Linked DNA regions of Ovis aries: region 2 is linked to region 1. Evidence: chromatin contacts called from public Hi-C data. All regions are on one chromosome and are shown on one strand. Each heading gives the region's core, a stretch centred on a gene start, on an enhancer-like site or on the middle of the called end of the contact. The rest is flanking DNA. Distances are from core to core; before and after follow the strand shown.

Evidence for each region. A called contact is a pair of places that touch in the nucleus more often than the background predicts.
Region 2: a contact with region 1 is called in a Hi-C map of liver, with 2.7 times the contacts expected there. The contact joins the promoter of ARAP2 here to the enhancer-like site in region 1. A contact is called at or near these places in 2 of 16 Hi-C or Micro-C datasets (hypothalamus and liver).

The regions. Positions count from the first base shown.
Region 1 is chr6:56,357,487-56,365,002 of ARS-UI_Ramb_v3.0, reverse strand. ARAP2 (ArfGAP with RhoGAP domain, ankyrin repeat and PH domain 2) reads left to right here. Exons shown (of 32, transcript XM_060417576.1): 8 at 7,368-7,437. Among named protein-coding and RNA genes, the nearest start is that of ARAP2, 40 kb to the left of the region's middle. Within about 2 kb of position 5,267, at least 9 of the 54 cell types and tissues checked have an H3K27ac peak or open chromatin away from gene starts, as enhancers often do. A contact at or near this core is called in liver, where this site is marked.
Region 2 is chr6:56,399,992-56,406,711 of ARS-UI_Ramb_v3.0, reverse strand. It overlaps ARAP2 (ArfGAP with RhoGAP domain, ankyrin repeat and PH domain 2), which reads left to right and starts at 4,984. Exons shown (of 32, transcript XM_060417576.1): 1 at 4,984-5,322; 2 at 5,605-5,684.

The sequences.
Region 1 (7,516 bases), core at 4,018-6,517:
GCCAGAATACTGGAGTGGGTAGCCTTTCCCTTCTCCAGGGGATCTTCCCAACCCAGGGATTGAACGCAGGTCGTGGATTCTGTACCAGCTGAGCCACAAGGGAAGCCCAAGAATACTGGAGTGGGTAGCCTATCCCTTCTCCAGCGGATCTTCCTGAATCGAACTGGGGTCTCCTGCACTGGAGGCGGATTCTTTACCAATTGAATTATCAGGGAAGCCCACACCTTTTGAACTTGAATCTTAAGTCTCTGACAAAAAGTATTTTTTTATAGTATAAGACTAGTTGGCCATTTCTCAAACCACACATCACTTGTGAAGAATGTGCCAAGCAAATAAAGTTTCCCAATTTTATCTGTAGTTTGAGGAGAAAATTTTTAGTTTTAGTGTTTATTAAAATAGCATAACTGTTTCTTTCAGTCAGTCTAGCTAGCAAAGTGAATGAAAATGTTGGAATCAGAAATTAGAATTGTCAGGCTATTGCTCTTTTCCTGTGTGACTCAGTTTCTCAGAACCTCTGTATCCCACACTTAAAAATGTAAGGTCAATTGCATTTCCACAAATCTTCTAATTCTCAGCCACCTGCCCTTCCTTTATAGTCGCTTCCAGAGTCACTTGTGTGTATATCTCCTGAGACTCTGAAATTTTGTGAGTAAACTTGTTTTCCCTTCAATTTGATCTGTTGCAGGCTTAGCAGTCAGCTCTCTGAAACCTCCTGAGTTGGTTCCATCCCTTCTTGTGCTTTCCTGATACTGTTCTTTACATCTCTGTTCAATGTTAGTTTGTAAGTTTTTATTTATTTTTATTTGTTTTTTCATCCTTTGCGATTTACATATACCATGTCATGTAAGAACAAAACTCTTTGTAAATGTTATCAAAATTGTAAGTCACATATTGAAATGCATCCTTTATCGTTGACTTCTACGAGTCCTTTTGGCACTTGAGATTTTACATTAAAATTTCTTTTTTCCTCATTTAAAGCAGAGATGGAAGGTGGGATTTTACAAATTTTTTTTTTTTTTTTTTGGTCTCAACTCATTTTGGTTCATCGGAGAAGGCAATGGCACCCCACTCCATTACTCTTGCCTGGCAAATCCCATGAATGGAGAAGCCTGGTAGGCTACAGTCCATGGGGTCTCGAAGACTCGGACACGACTGAGAGACTTCACTTTCGCTTTTCACTTTCATGCATTGGAGAAGGAAATGGCAACCCACTCCAGTGTTCTTGTCTGGAGAATCCCGGGGATGTTGGAGCCTGGTGGGCTGCCGTCTATGGAGTTGCACAGAGTCGGACACAACTGAAGTGACTTAGCAGCAGCAGCGTTTTGTTTCATATTTTCTTGGAAATAGTCATTTTGGTTTGCTTAAAAGTGAAGAAATGCACTTTAGAAATACACGCTAGAATAGAAAAGTGCTGAATATTTATAGAAATATAATTCCTTGGATGGGTATCTATAAAATACTTTATACTAATACTGCAGGATTTGAAAGCTTTGTACTTAAGAGCTATGAGATAAAATGATTAGCTAAATTAAAAACGAGTAGTTAAATAAAAGTCTGGATTTTTGGAAATTGTACAAAAAATATTGAGTCTAGTTAGGGTTAGAGCAGAAAATAAGATAAAATATGCACCGGCTTCTTCAGCATTATGTAAGCAAGGCAGGTGAGTCTGAAACAGCATATTTACGATATCTTTTTCTTAGATATTTTTGAAATAATTGAAAAGTATGTTTGTGATGATTAATAAAAGTCATACATTTTGACTTAGTTACTTTTCAGTTGTGTGATATTTAAAAATGACAATTTGGTAGCCTTTACCACTTTAATGTCATTGGTTAGCATACTGATCCAATTTTTAAAGAGTTAAAAGATACATTAAAACAAATAAAAACCTTGCTGGCACTTCAGATTAAAATTAAATAGGAGTGCCTTTATGTAAGTACTTCATAGAGATTTAATTGTTTGTATATACACGGTTGTTTAAAAAGAACTTTTAAAATACAGTTTTTGAGACAACAAAAACCAACACCAGGTGGCGAGACTATATTTAAGATAGCAGTTGACACTTTACACCAGCTGCCCTACCAGAACTCAAGGGAAGAGCTTATAGAAAGCAATAATACTGAACCTACCTTATAAATTATTGTAAAAAAAACTTCTCAAAGCAATGTTTTCCTTTAGGATCCTAACAACAAAATAGTATAAAACCGAGACTAATAGTTTTCTTGTCTGCTTTAACCTATTTTCCTGAAGGAATTCTGAAGTACTTTGCAGAATTGAACTCACGTATCAAATGGGTGGAGGTCAAATGTTACTGCGACCTGAAGAAATATGAAGGTGCTTTGCTGTAAAAATGTACCAGCATCTGTTTTGTGTAGTTGTTACGAGCACAGATTTAGGGACCAGACTGCCTGAATTTTCTTCATAGAAATGATCTTTATTAATTGTGTGACTTGGGCAAATTATTTAACTTGCCAGTCCTTCAGTGCCTTCATCTGTAAAATGGGAATATTTTTGCCTCTTATGGTTGTTTGGAGGATTAAATGAATTAATATTTAGGTATATCTTGCTACAGTGTCTAGAACAAAGCACTATATAAGTGTTTGCTATTTTTATTATCAAGATTATTGTGCCAGATAAGTTCTTTATTGACTGAGGTTTTAAAATCTGTGTGTAAATTAATCAGTATTTCAGATATAATTTGTGTCATGTGATGGTAGGAACACAGATTAAAGTGACATTGTTTTTATATCTTGTCTTTTTCAACATTTACTAAATGTTAATTGAAATTTAAGGGAAAGGTATAAGTTATGTTAGAGAAAGCTTTTAAAGTACTTTAGCAACCTCTAATTGTCTGTAATAGATCAATTTTACATACTTACCCTGGAATTAGTTGCTGGATATTAAGTAGACTTTTATAAATATATGAGAAATATTTAATTCTTACACAAAAAAGATAATTCTTAAAAATCAACTATTCATAACTTTCTTTTTAAATTTAAAATTGTATTGACATTTAGAAACATAGTGCATCTTAAGCTCTCCCTTTTATGCAGTTGAAATTTTGATTAAATTTTAGAGTTTGCCAGTTCAAATCCAAGTGTCCATTTGGCAGAAAGGGGACTTATATTGTGAGATAGTATCTAAGTACAAGTTCTTATCTTTAACCAATTGGTAGAATTTAGTATTGAAGTTCACATGCAGAAAATAGCTAATTTAATGTTGACACATTTAATGAATAAAATAGATTATATGTGTAATTTTAGAAACATTTATTAATTTTCATCTTTAAATAGGAAGATACAAAATGCACATACCTTAAAAAATATATTTTAAAAAGATGTAACTGTGAAATGTATTTTAAAATTACATGGGAATATTGATGAATTACAAAGTTTTTGTCAGAAAAATCTGATCTTTAGTATTTGAAAAGAACAAAAAAAGAAATTAAGGATAAAGTGGTTTAGTTAGTAATTTATTTTCTCTATCCATAAAATGAGAATTTGAGGAAGCATCTTACAATGAGAAATACATTTATTTGTTATTCTATGCACTAGATATTGACCATATTTTATATGCTAAAAACTGGTAGTCGTTGGTTTTACATTGATCAAAAAAACATGGTTTCTGTGCTTAAGAATCTCTGTATCTATTGAATAGTATGGGAGATGGAGGACACAAAATAAATGTATAATTGAAAATTCTCCTAAGTGCCATTAAGTAAAGAAATGGAGCAAAAGGCCAAAGGAACCTGAAGGATTTGTGTTACTCAATGGTGGCCACTTAGGGGAATGACTTTTGAGCTGAGATCTCAAGGACAAGCCAGCCATGTGAGGAGCAGGCAGCATTTTCTTGGCATATGGGAAGGCAGGCTGCAAGACAAAAGAGAGTCTAGAGAGAGGAGACAGTATGGTTGGAAGACAGTGTCCACAGAATAGGTACCCACAGATTTGATGCCTGGCTGGATGAATGAATGATAACAGAAGTAATGTTTCAATGGTAGGGTTGCAAAGTGGCTGTCTTCAACTACAAAACAGTTGATTTTTCAGCTGCCACACTCTCATTCCATGTCATTGTGGGCTTGGATTTGTCTTATTTACCTGATCTTTCATAGCTTATTAGACAGATTTAACCTTTATACTGTGTAGTACAGCAGCAATTAGAAGCAAAGGATTAGAGACATATCTAATCCTTTAGATACACATCTCACAGCATCTTAAAAACATAGTGCTTAGTGAAAAAAAGTGAGAAACAATGAGATCTATAGCACCATGCCATTTATGTAAATTAAAAATACATGTTTTGTGAACTTATGGCCAGTGGGAGGAAGGCATAAGTTAGGGAGTTTGAAATGGACATGTATGCACTGCTTTATTTGAAAGGGATAACCAATAAGGACCTACTATATAGCACATGGGACTTATAGCACATGGGACTCTGCTGAATGTTATGTGGCAACCTGGATGGGAGGGGAGTTTGGGGGAGAACAGCTATATGTATATGTATGGCTGAGTCCCTTTGTTGTTCACCTGAAACTACCATAACATTGTTAATCAGCTATACCCCAATACAAAATAAAAAGGTAAAAAAGAATAATGGGTTAAAATGGCTGAACCCACGCAATAGTCACCTGGTAGCTGAGAAAATCAAACTGGTTGGAGTATCTTATGAGTTCAGTCTCTCAAGAGGCCGAGGTTTTGGTTGACTTTCTTCAGAAAGCCAAGTATTAAGTGTGTTCTTTGTAGTCAGTGCCTAAGAGGAGAAATGTAGCTAGGCATGTGGTAGCATCTCTGACTGATCTCTGAGCTGTTTGCCCTCCCTCTTCCCCTACTCATTTTCCTGGATGATGCCTCAGACCTCAAACTGTCTGGAATTCTAAGAAAATTTTAAGTCCAAGTGACTGCAACTAAACAATCTTAAACAGGGTAAAGTAGGTTCTAAACTCTTTTTACTCTGTGCTTTGGCAGGTTTTGAAACTCTGAATCTAACTCTGAGGTTTCAGAAGTGATTATTTGAGTGCTGGTCAGTTGAGGTTTTACTTGTCATCTTGCTGTTTTGCTAAGGGGACATTTGTTGCTTAATCATGTCACTCTTTTATTCAACAGATTATTTTTTAGTGCCATATTTGTCTCTGTGTTAGTTGCTGATCATATAGTGGAGAATGAAATATCCTTGGACTTTGTCCTTGTAAAGCGTAAGAACTGGTGTGGGAGACAGACATTAAGCAACTCAACAAACATAACTACAGACTGTGTTAAGTGCAGCGAGGAAAAGGAGAGGGTGCTTTCAGAGAAGAACTTTGTGATTTGCTTTGGATTGGTTCTCAGGGGAGGAATGTCTGTGTGGGTGGTTAAGTGGAACTCTGAAAGATAAGGAGTAGTTAGCCAATGAATTAGAGGGGTAATGGAAGGTCTAAGGCCTTTATCTCCTACAGATGTTGATTATTTTTATTCTAAAATGGGAGATTATATGCACTACTGAACTCTGCTGCTGCTAAGTCGCTTCAGTGGTGTCCGACTCTGTGCGACCCCATAGACGGCAGCCCACCAGGCTCCCCCGTCCCTGGGATTCTCCAGGCAAGAACACTGGAGTTTGTTGCCATTTCCTTCTCCAATGCATGAAAGTGAAAAGTGAAAGTGAAGTCACTCAATTGTGTCCGACTCTTTGCGACCCCATGGACTGCAGCCCACCAGGCTCCTCCGCCCATGGGATTTTCCAGGCAAGAGTACTGGAGTGGGGTGCCGTTGCCTTCTCTAGTTTACTACTATTCAGCATGTAAGATGGGTAGACGCCTGACACAAAATCTTGATTTCTTGAGTTAGTGTTGAGATTGTGTGGGAGGGAGGGTGTCTAGTTACCTGCCTTTAAGTGTGACAGATCAACATGAAATGAGCTAAGTGATTTTATTCAATGTATAATTATTGTGTATTTGCTTAGTATTTCTTTACCTTGTAACTCTTAATGCTGGCAATTTGAAGAACCTTTGGGTCTGTGAAGAAAGTAAAAACCAACACTGTTGGATGTTGTAAGGTTAAGAGAACACATGGCATGCCAAGAGAAGTTAAAAAGCAGCAGAACATTGAGGGAATAAGCTGGAAAGAACAAGGTAGTTGGTTATGGTTATATAATTTTAAGGTCTTGTCATAGTCTTACGCTTATATGTGACAATGTTATCCACACCAGTGGATTTTGAAATTTCTCTCAGATCAATTTGCTCTAATTTTATCTAAGGAGAATAATTTGGCTAACGATCAACGTGGGCGGCTTGCTGTATTTCATTAGAGTAGCAAGTGTGTGGGCTCAGGAAGTAGCCCGGAAGACAAGTTCTCCACACTTTGTGAAGTGCTTTTTCTATCTTTAAATCTTCTGAAAACCGCAGAAAGTTATACAATTTCTTTAGCTTAAATGTGTTAGAAAACTGCAAAAGGAAAAGGTAGAGCTGGTTATCCACTTAGTTTAGAGATGACTTTTAAAATAGGAAGTTAGTTTTTGTATATTATCTGTGATAAAGGCCAAAGGTATCTTGATTGTGTCAGTTCACGCTGAGTCATGTAGAGAATAGACAGTCAAAACCTTGAGGACTGTCTGACTTTGGTGAAAGGGACTGAAAAACAAAACAAGCCCAAGGAGAAGTGGGTCTTCAGTTTTCCCTTATATAGTCAGGATGATTTTTTTTTTTCTCCTTTATGCCTAAATAAAGAACAGATGATGACATAATTTTGCTTTGCTTCTCTAGTCAACAACCATTTCAAACTGCATTTGCCTTTCATATGGTTCTTTTTCTCAAAATGTTAATGTTTCAGCGAATTTTGGATGATTGCAAATGATTCTCTATATTTAGATAGGGCCTTTTCAGCTTATTTGATCAGAATTAAATATGTCTATGTAAATCCAATTGACAAAGCTTTGTTATTTTAGCAAAATATTATTAATGCTCCAAAGCAGAGATTTAAAAACTAAGATAAAATGTTATAATCTTAATGAAAGATAAAAATTCTTATTATCAATGCTTTCATTAAGGGATTCTCCCTTGAAAGGATATGATGTGATGATCATATTTTTGTCCACACTTTGTTTTCTACTTTATACTTGTGGGGATGACGCTGTAAGTTACACGGTAAAAAATAATGACCCTGTTAGAAGTATCCTTTTTAAAAACACCTAGGTCAGCTGATTAGAAAGTGTCATTGTATGCATTGTCTTTCCTCTGTACCATGGCCTAAACTGCATCGTCACAGCCTATTGTTTTCTTTACTGTTTTAACAGCAGCAAGTGGGAATGTACTGAAACACAGTTATGTTACAAATGCATTTAAAATCCAAGTTCATGGTTCTTAAAAATGTGAAATGACAATTTCATGTATTTTACAGAAAACGCATGTTTCAGAAGAGATGGGTGAAATTTGATGGCCTTAGCATTTCTTATTACAATAATGATAAGGTAAGTATATTTTACAGTTTTAAAGGATTGTCCTGTGTGTGCTGAATTTATTTCAATAAACTAAGCACATGATTTGGTC
Region 2 (6,720 bases), core at 3,735-6,234, 42 kb before region 1:
TCATCCTCTGTCATCCCCTTCTCCTCCTGCCCCCAATCCCTCTCAGCATCAGAGTCTTTTCCAATGAATCAACTCTTTACATGAGGTCAAAGTACTGGAGTTTCAGCTTTAGCATCATTCTTCCCAAAGAACACCCAGGCCTGATCTCCTTTAGAATGGACTGATTGGACCCTTGAGTCCAAGGGACTCTCAAGTCTTCAACACCACAATTCAAAAGCATCAGTTCTTCGGCACTCAGCTTTCTTCACAGTCCAACTCTCACATCCATATATGACTACTGGAAAAACCATAGCCTTGACTAGACAGACCTTTGTTGGCAAAGTAATGTCTCTGCTTTTGAATATGCCATCTAGGTTGGTCATAACTTTCCTTCCAAGGAGTAAGCGTCTTTAGTTGAGTTCAAATACTTTCTTCTTTATTTACTATTTGTGGGCTCTTCGATGGAATAATCTTTCTGTGTCTTGGTTTCTTCACTGGCTAAAAAGAAGAAAAAAGAGATAATGATAATTTCTACCCCATACCCATTGAAAGAATTGAGTTCATAATGCATAACAATGCCTGGTGCATAGAACCTGTGTATCACAGGATCTCCACCTGCTTGCAATTATTGTTCGTTAATCTGAACTGCAAACTGCAGAAGTGCAGGAGTTGGGGATGGGGAGTGTAGCCTGAAATATCCTCAATCAACCCTAGTTTAGGATATACACAAAGTCCATTCAATAAACTTGGTTAAAAGGAGGTGAAGATATTTAAAACAAATTAAGGAATTATTTTGGGGGTGTGATCTCACAGTTTTAACTGTACCATGTTAGTGCAAGGATCCTTTTAAAACCACTCAAAAAAACTGGTAGAGATCATTAGTATATGTATTTAGGATGAATGAGAGAAAACGACTTCTTAATATAAAGCAAGCAGGAACTTTTGGTTTGCAATGAAATTGCCAATGACAGGACCATAAAAGGTTTCAGAAAATTGGGTACCTTCAGAAATTTAGATAGAGGTGAAAATAATATTCTCTGAAAACAAAACACCTGTGATTCAAAGTGAGGTTCTAGTGATGAAGTCACTAACATCAAAGTTGCAAGTTAAAATTTGAATAAGATTATTTCATAAAATATGAGTGGAAAAGGCAGTATATATACTATATCATTTTATTTTCCTGGACAATTTATCTAAAATGATTAATTTTTTATTATAAGTAGACATGTCTATTTTTATCTACATTCCTAAAATTTTATGTTTTGCAAAACACTAGATTTTCCTTTATAGAAAAATGGAGGGATTACTTTAAATTCTGTAAATAATTCTGGGTACCAAAAATTTGGAAAGACTTTAGAGGGAGGTGGTATTTGAAGCTAGTCTTGATGAATAATTGGAGAAAGGATAGAATTAATTGTATTGAGAGATGAGTATTTTCTCGGTGCCATAGATATGTAATCAGGGTTTACAAATGGTTGAATTGAGACTGAGATAAGTTGAATTTGCTCAAAATGCCACAACCTACACTGATCAGGCTTCATTTTGAGCACAGACCTTTGCAATTTCAGCACTGAGTGCTTTTTGAAACTGGCAATCCAGGGCAGAGAATGGTTCCTGGAGAAGACTGGGCTGGAATTCTCTCTGCCTTATGGCAAAATTGGTGTAAATCACTCGACATCTTTTTCTTAAGTTTCCTTTCTTATAGTGGGGATAATAACACTATCTCTTCAAAGAGTTGTTGGGATAATTAAATGAGCTTTTGCAAGTAAAGCGCTGGGAATAGCAACTGGCACAGAAATGCTCTATGGGTGTTCGCCTTGATGATGTAAGGAAAAGGGGAAGGAGGAAAAGGCGGAGGAGAGCAGGATGGTTTCCACTCTCTCCAACTGCTTCCTTCAGAACCAGAGTGCGTTCTGGGTAGGAGAGATAGGTGGAGCATAGACACAAAAGCTGGCAAGGGCAGAGCTACGCCAGCTCTCCCTCTGAAAATGGAGGAAATATAAGCTGGAATGAGTCATTTTGGGATAAATACAGAAATAAAAAGATATATTCCAAATACATATTTGGAATAAATAGACAGATGGAAATTAACTGGTACTATAAAGTTATGACCAACCTAGATAGCATATTCAAAAGCAGAGACATTACTTTGCCAACGAAGGTCCGTCTAGTCAAGGCTATGGTTTTTCCAGTGGTCATGTATGGATGTGAGAGTTGGACTGTGAAGAAAGCTGAGCGCTGAAGAATTGATGCTTTTGAACTGTGATGTTGGATAAGACTCTTGAGAGCCCTTTGGACTGCAAGGAGATCCAAGCAGTCCATTCTGAAGGAGATCAGCCCTGGAATTTCTTTGGAGGGAATGATGCTGAAGCTGAAACTCCAGTACTTTGGCCACCTCTTGCGAAGAGTTGACTCATTGGAAAAGACTCTGATGCTGGGAGGGATTGGGGGCAGGAGAAGGGGATGACAGAGGATGAGATGGCTGGATGGCATCACTGACTCGATGGACGTGAGTCTGAGTGAACTCTGGGAGTTGGTGATGGACAGGGAGGCCTGGCGTGCTGCGATTTATGGGGTCGCAAAGAGTTGGACACGACTGAACTGACCTGATATAGTAGAATGGCCTTGACAGTCAACAGATTTTTCATACCTCAATTTGTATAAAGTTACTTTTCCTGCGTACTTTTCTCCCTGAATGCCTATGAGGGCTGCTACATATCAATACATTACACATAGGCTATGAAAAGTGTTTGATTTATCCATTATAAACTAAGTCTCAATGCTTTGTTTGTAAAATCGGAAAAAGAGTTCCAACTCATGGAGTTGTACAAACACTACATATATGCTAGGTGTTTGGCCAGAATCTGGTATGATTAGTGAACAGTTAACAAAAGATTTTGCCATATTGCTTTAGCCATCTTTTATTTTCTGAAATAAAAGGTTCTGAAAATCAGCATACACCTTATAACCAATGTATACTTTCAGTAAGGGAGTACTGCTTTTCTTTCACTTCCCAGAGCTATTATTGAATCATCAGTGTGCCTTACAGCTTTTAACTTTATTTCTTCTCAGAGAAGACTGAAAATCTGGGGGTCTCACTGTGTTTGCTCATCACTGTAGTTTCAATTTTGTTTATTGAAAATAAAACTATCTTATATTGTTTAAAATTTTTATTGTAAACAATAAATGACTGAATGATAATCAAGGAACTAAGATATTGTTACAAAAAAAGCACAAAGTCTGTTATTTTATAAAATCTACCCAGAGAAATAATTTGGGGACTCTGTTCCAGTAACAGTGCTTGCCTTACTGAGACATACCATAACTGATGTAAGATTTTTTGTTTATTTATAACCCACCTTGCTCAGAAAAGGATTTAAGATGGCTTACATAGATAAAAATAAATGACAAGTATGTGAGGACTATGAGGGAGAGGGAAAATAAAGCCCACAGAGTATGGACTTAATAGGAAGTCAAAAAGAGCCACAAAAACAAAAGTCTACAGAAATTAAAAAAAAAAAAATTCTTGAGATTTGGAAAATGTCGAGTGAACTTTCCTGGTGAAAATAGGTCTTGTTTTAAAGTATTTAGTTCAAAAGAAACTGAAGATTTGCTGTCTCTGGAACATGCTTGCCACAGCTGCCTGAGTCTCCCAGGGCAGGAGGGTGCTTTTTGATGGGCAGATTTTTCGCTGAAGATGAAGCCTCCCAAGAACCAGGGCTCCTGGGAAGCCTCCCACGCTCGACTTCACCAATTATTTCATTTTCATAATAAGCTCAGCACTTCCCCTAATTGTTTTACTTTCACCAACACGAACAGGACAAAGGTAAGGACATTTCATCTTTTAAGGGAGAGAATTTCAGGTACAGTCTGTACAAAGATGTTAACTAAAATATAAAAATAAGGAGCTTGCCCTTGAAGTCACTGGCAAGCGTAAGATTTTACGGACATTTAAGTATCGATATTCCGGGCCGCACAAGGGTTTTTCTGTTTGAATTCCCGTGTCCTCTTGCTGCTTTATTGTTACTTCCAAGAGCAGAGTGTCAAGGTCCAAGTCCACGGGAAAATGTCTTTCCGGGATCTAACGATCTCAGAGGCCAAAAGGACTAGAGCAGGGTTCTCCCTCCCCTCGGAGGGGTGGAGTCAAGAAGGGGGGCACAGAGACAAGGAGAAATATAAAACTTTTGTGAGGAGGCTGTATTCAGATCTAAATTGAAAATCCTCTGCACCCCTTAAAGTTACGACTGCTTGGGCAAGTTGCTCTCCCCCGCAAACTCAACTAGAAAGTGGGAATATTCGTCCTTCCCTCACAGAGAATCCGATATAATGGGTCGAGCCTAATCAGCACTGAGCTTGGTAAACAGATTCCCGGGCCCATTGAGTGCAACTTTACGCAGAAGCAGCCTGGGAAATCTAGCGCCCTAGATGAGTCTTAAGTTTGGGAAACGCTGAAGCAACCTGGAAACTACTTAGTAGAGTAATACTAATAATCAGTGGTGCTGAGGTTCCGCCCACTTAACAACCCACCCATCCGTGAGCAATGACCAACCAAATGGACGGCCTGAGCCGGGGTGGGGTCTCCGGCATCTCTCCGGGGAGGGCTTTGCCTTCGCCGCTTTGGGCTGCGGGACGCGTCCTCGCGGCTTCACCAGCTCCGCCGAGCCGGGAGCCCTGGGGCCGAGGTGCGCCAGGTGGCGAGGGTGCCAGGCGCGGCCAAGTTGGGGCGGACTGAGTCAGCCACCCAACTATGTTGCGGAACCAGGGCGGCCGGCTCGGCTGCCCCCGCCGCTGAGCCTCGCTGCCCCCACGCCTGGCGGCTCTCCCCGCCCCCGCGGGCCTGGAGGAAGCGGCCAAGGCGCGGCGCCGGAGCACCTGGGCAGGGCGCGGGCGGCGGGCGCGGCGCTTCCGGAGCTGCGCGCGGGCTCGCGCTCCCCGCCTCCAGGTGCGGCGGCCGCGGCGTGCTGGCCCGAGTGACAGCGCCGCCCGCGCGGCCGCCTCCTGGCTGCAGACGCCGTGCGGGCAGCCGGCGGGGAGGGAAGCAGGAGGCCCCGCGCCTGGGACAGACGGGTGAGGACTGGTCGAACCGGGCCGGGAGAGAAGCCGGAGACCGGGCTCCCCCGCCCGCCTCGGCTCCCCAGCTCCGCTGCCCGCGCGCAAAGCGAGTCCAGGGGACTGCAGTGGGCTGGGCGGCGGGGCCGGGGTCGGGCGTGAAGACTGTCTTCTGAGCCGCGGCTTTCCGGCACCTCTCTGGGTAAATTTCCAGAGCGCCAAGTGTTCGGCTCCGGTTTCTACCACTTGGATTTCATTCCCGCATGTGGGCGTCTAAAAGGAAACCAGAAGCTGGTAAGTGATACAAAAACTCTACTTAGTAATGGGATTTGACTCAGGAGTGGGAAGAGCCGGACAGACAGCTAGACCCCTTCCTCGAAAAGGAGCTGCCCTTCAGTGAGTTTCAGGCAGCAGTTAATTACTCGGTAGAGAGAATGAGTTCGCTCGGATCCCTGTGCTCCCCCGCACCCTACTTGTTCTACACTTTGAGACCGCAGGCCTGTTAATTAACTTTAATTACAATCATTTGGCCTCCACCTGCCTGAACCTAACCTCATACTCGAAAACTGTCGACAGGGAGTTTACCAGATTGATTTTCTCGTTGACGTTTGGAGACAGGTCTCCGGGGAGAATGGGTGCCCGTCTTATTAAACGAGGTAAGTTCATCCTTGCTTCTTTTCTTAAATGTTCGCCTCACCTCCTTGCGGCGATCTGGAGTAATTTTGATTGGGGGGAAGTCTTTGTGAAAATATATTGTGAACTATAACCTTTGATGATTAGAGGCAAATTAGAAGCTAGTTTGTTTGGAATAATGACATTTTAGGCTGTTGCAAGTTTGTATGGTGATAGCAACTTTTTTTTTTTTTGCAAGGTTGTCCTTGAAGTAGTCTGCTTAGTGGAATATATCCTTTTGGTTTAAAAAAAAAGTACCGAAAAATAAGCTATTTTTAAAAGTACGTATAATCGGATGTCATTGTGATTACCAATAATAGTGTTGTACTTACAAGCTCAGTATTGATTTCTCCCGCACTTAAGGACTCTTCGCCCGCATGAGTTTACGGGAACATTGCCCGTAAGTAATTGGAAGATGAAAGTTATGACTATTTTAAAAAGGAAGGTAACTTTTTTAAGGGGAAAAGAGAAATACTTCTAAACTTATACTTGTGACTTCCATACACTTACAAGAGAAATATTGAGGGGAAAATTCTCATGACCTTCCACTGTTTAACAGTGTTTTAAAAAGAAAGAAAAAGTAAAATGGGTCATGGAACTAGGCTAGAGCCTAAAGTGGAAATATCTCCCTGGCTACTTTTCAGACAGCTGTTTAACAAATACACACTTAAGGTGGGTCTTAACACCAAGAGTGTTTTCTATAGACTTGATTTGTCAGTACTCAAAGATTTGTTTAAATGAAAATATACCTAGAGGGGAAGTCAAATGACTTGTTAAAACTTATTTGTGGGCATGTGTGTTTGCATTTTTTTCCTTCATCCATAAGTCAGATTTTATATGGATAGTCCATGAAAGGAGAAACTGGTACATTTAAAAACAAATATGTATTTTTTTTCATTTTTCCTATGTCTCTTGAATATTAAATTTTGTAATGAAAGTTTATTTGAATTCTATAGTGCTTCTTTTTTCAAAAGTTTCTCACATATGATTTCATTTAATCCAATAGTAGCCTCTTTTTCC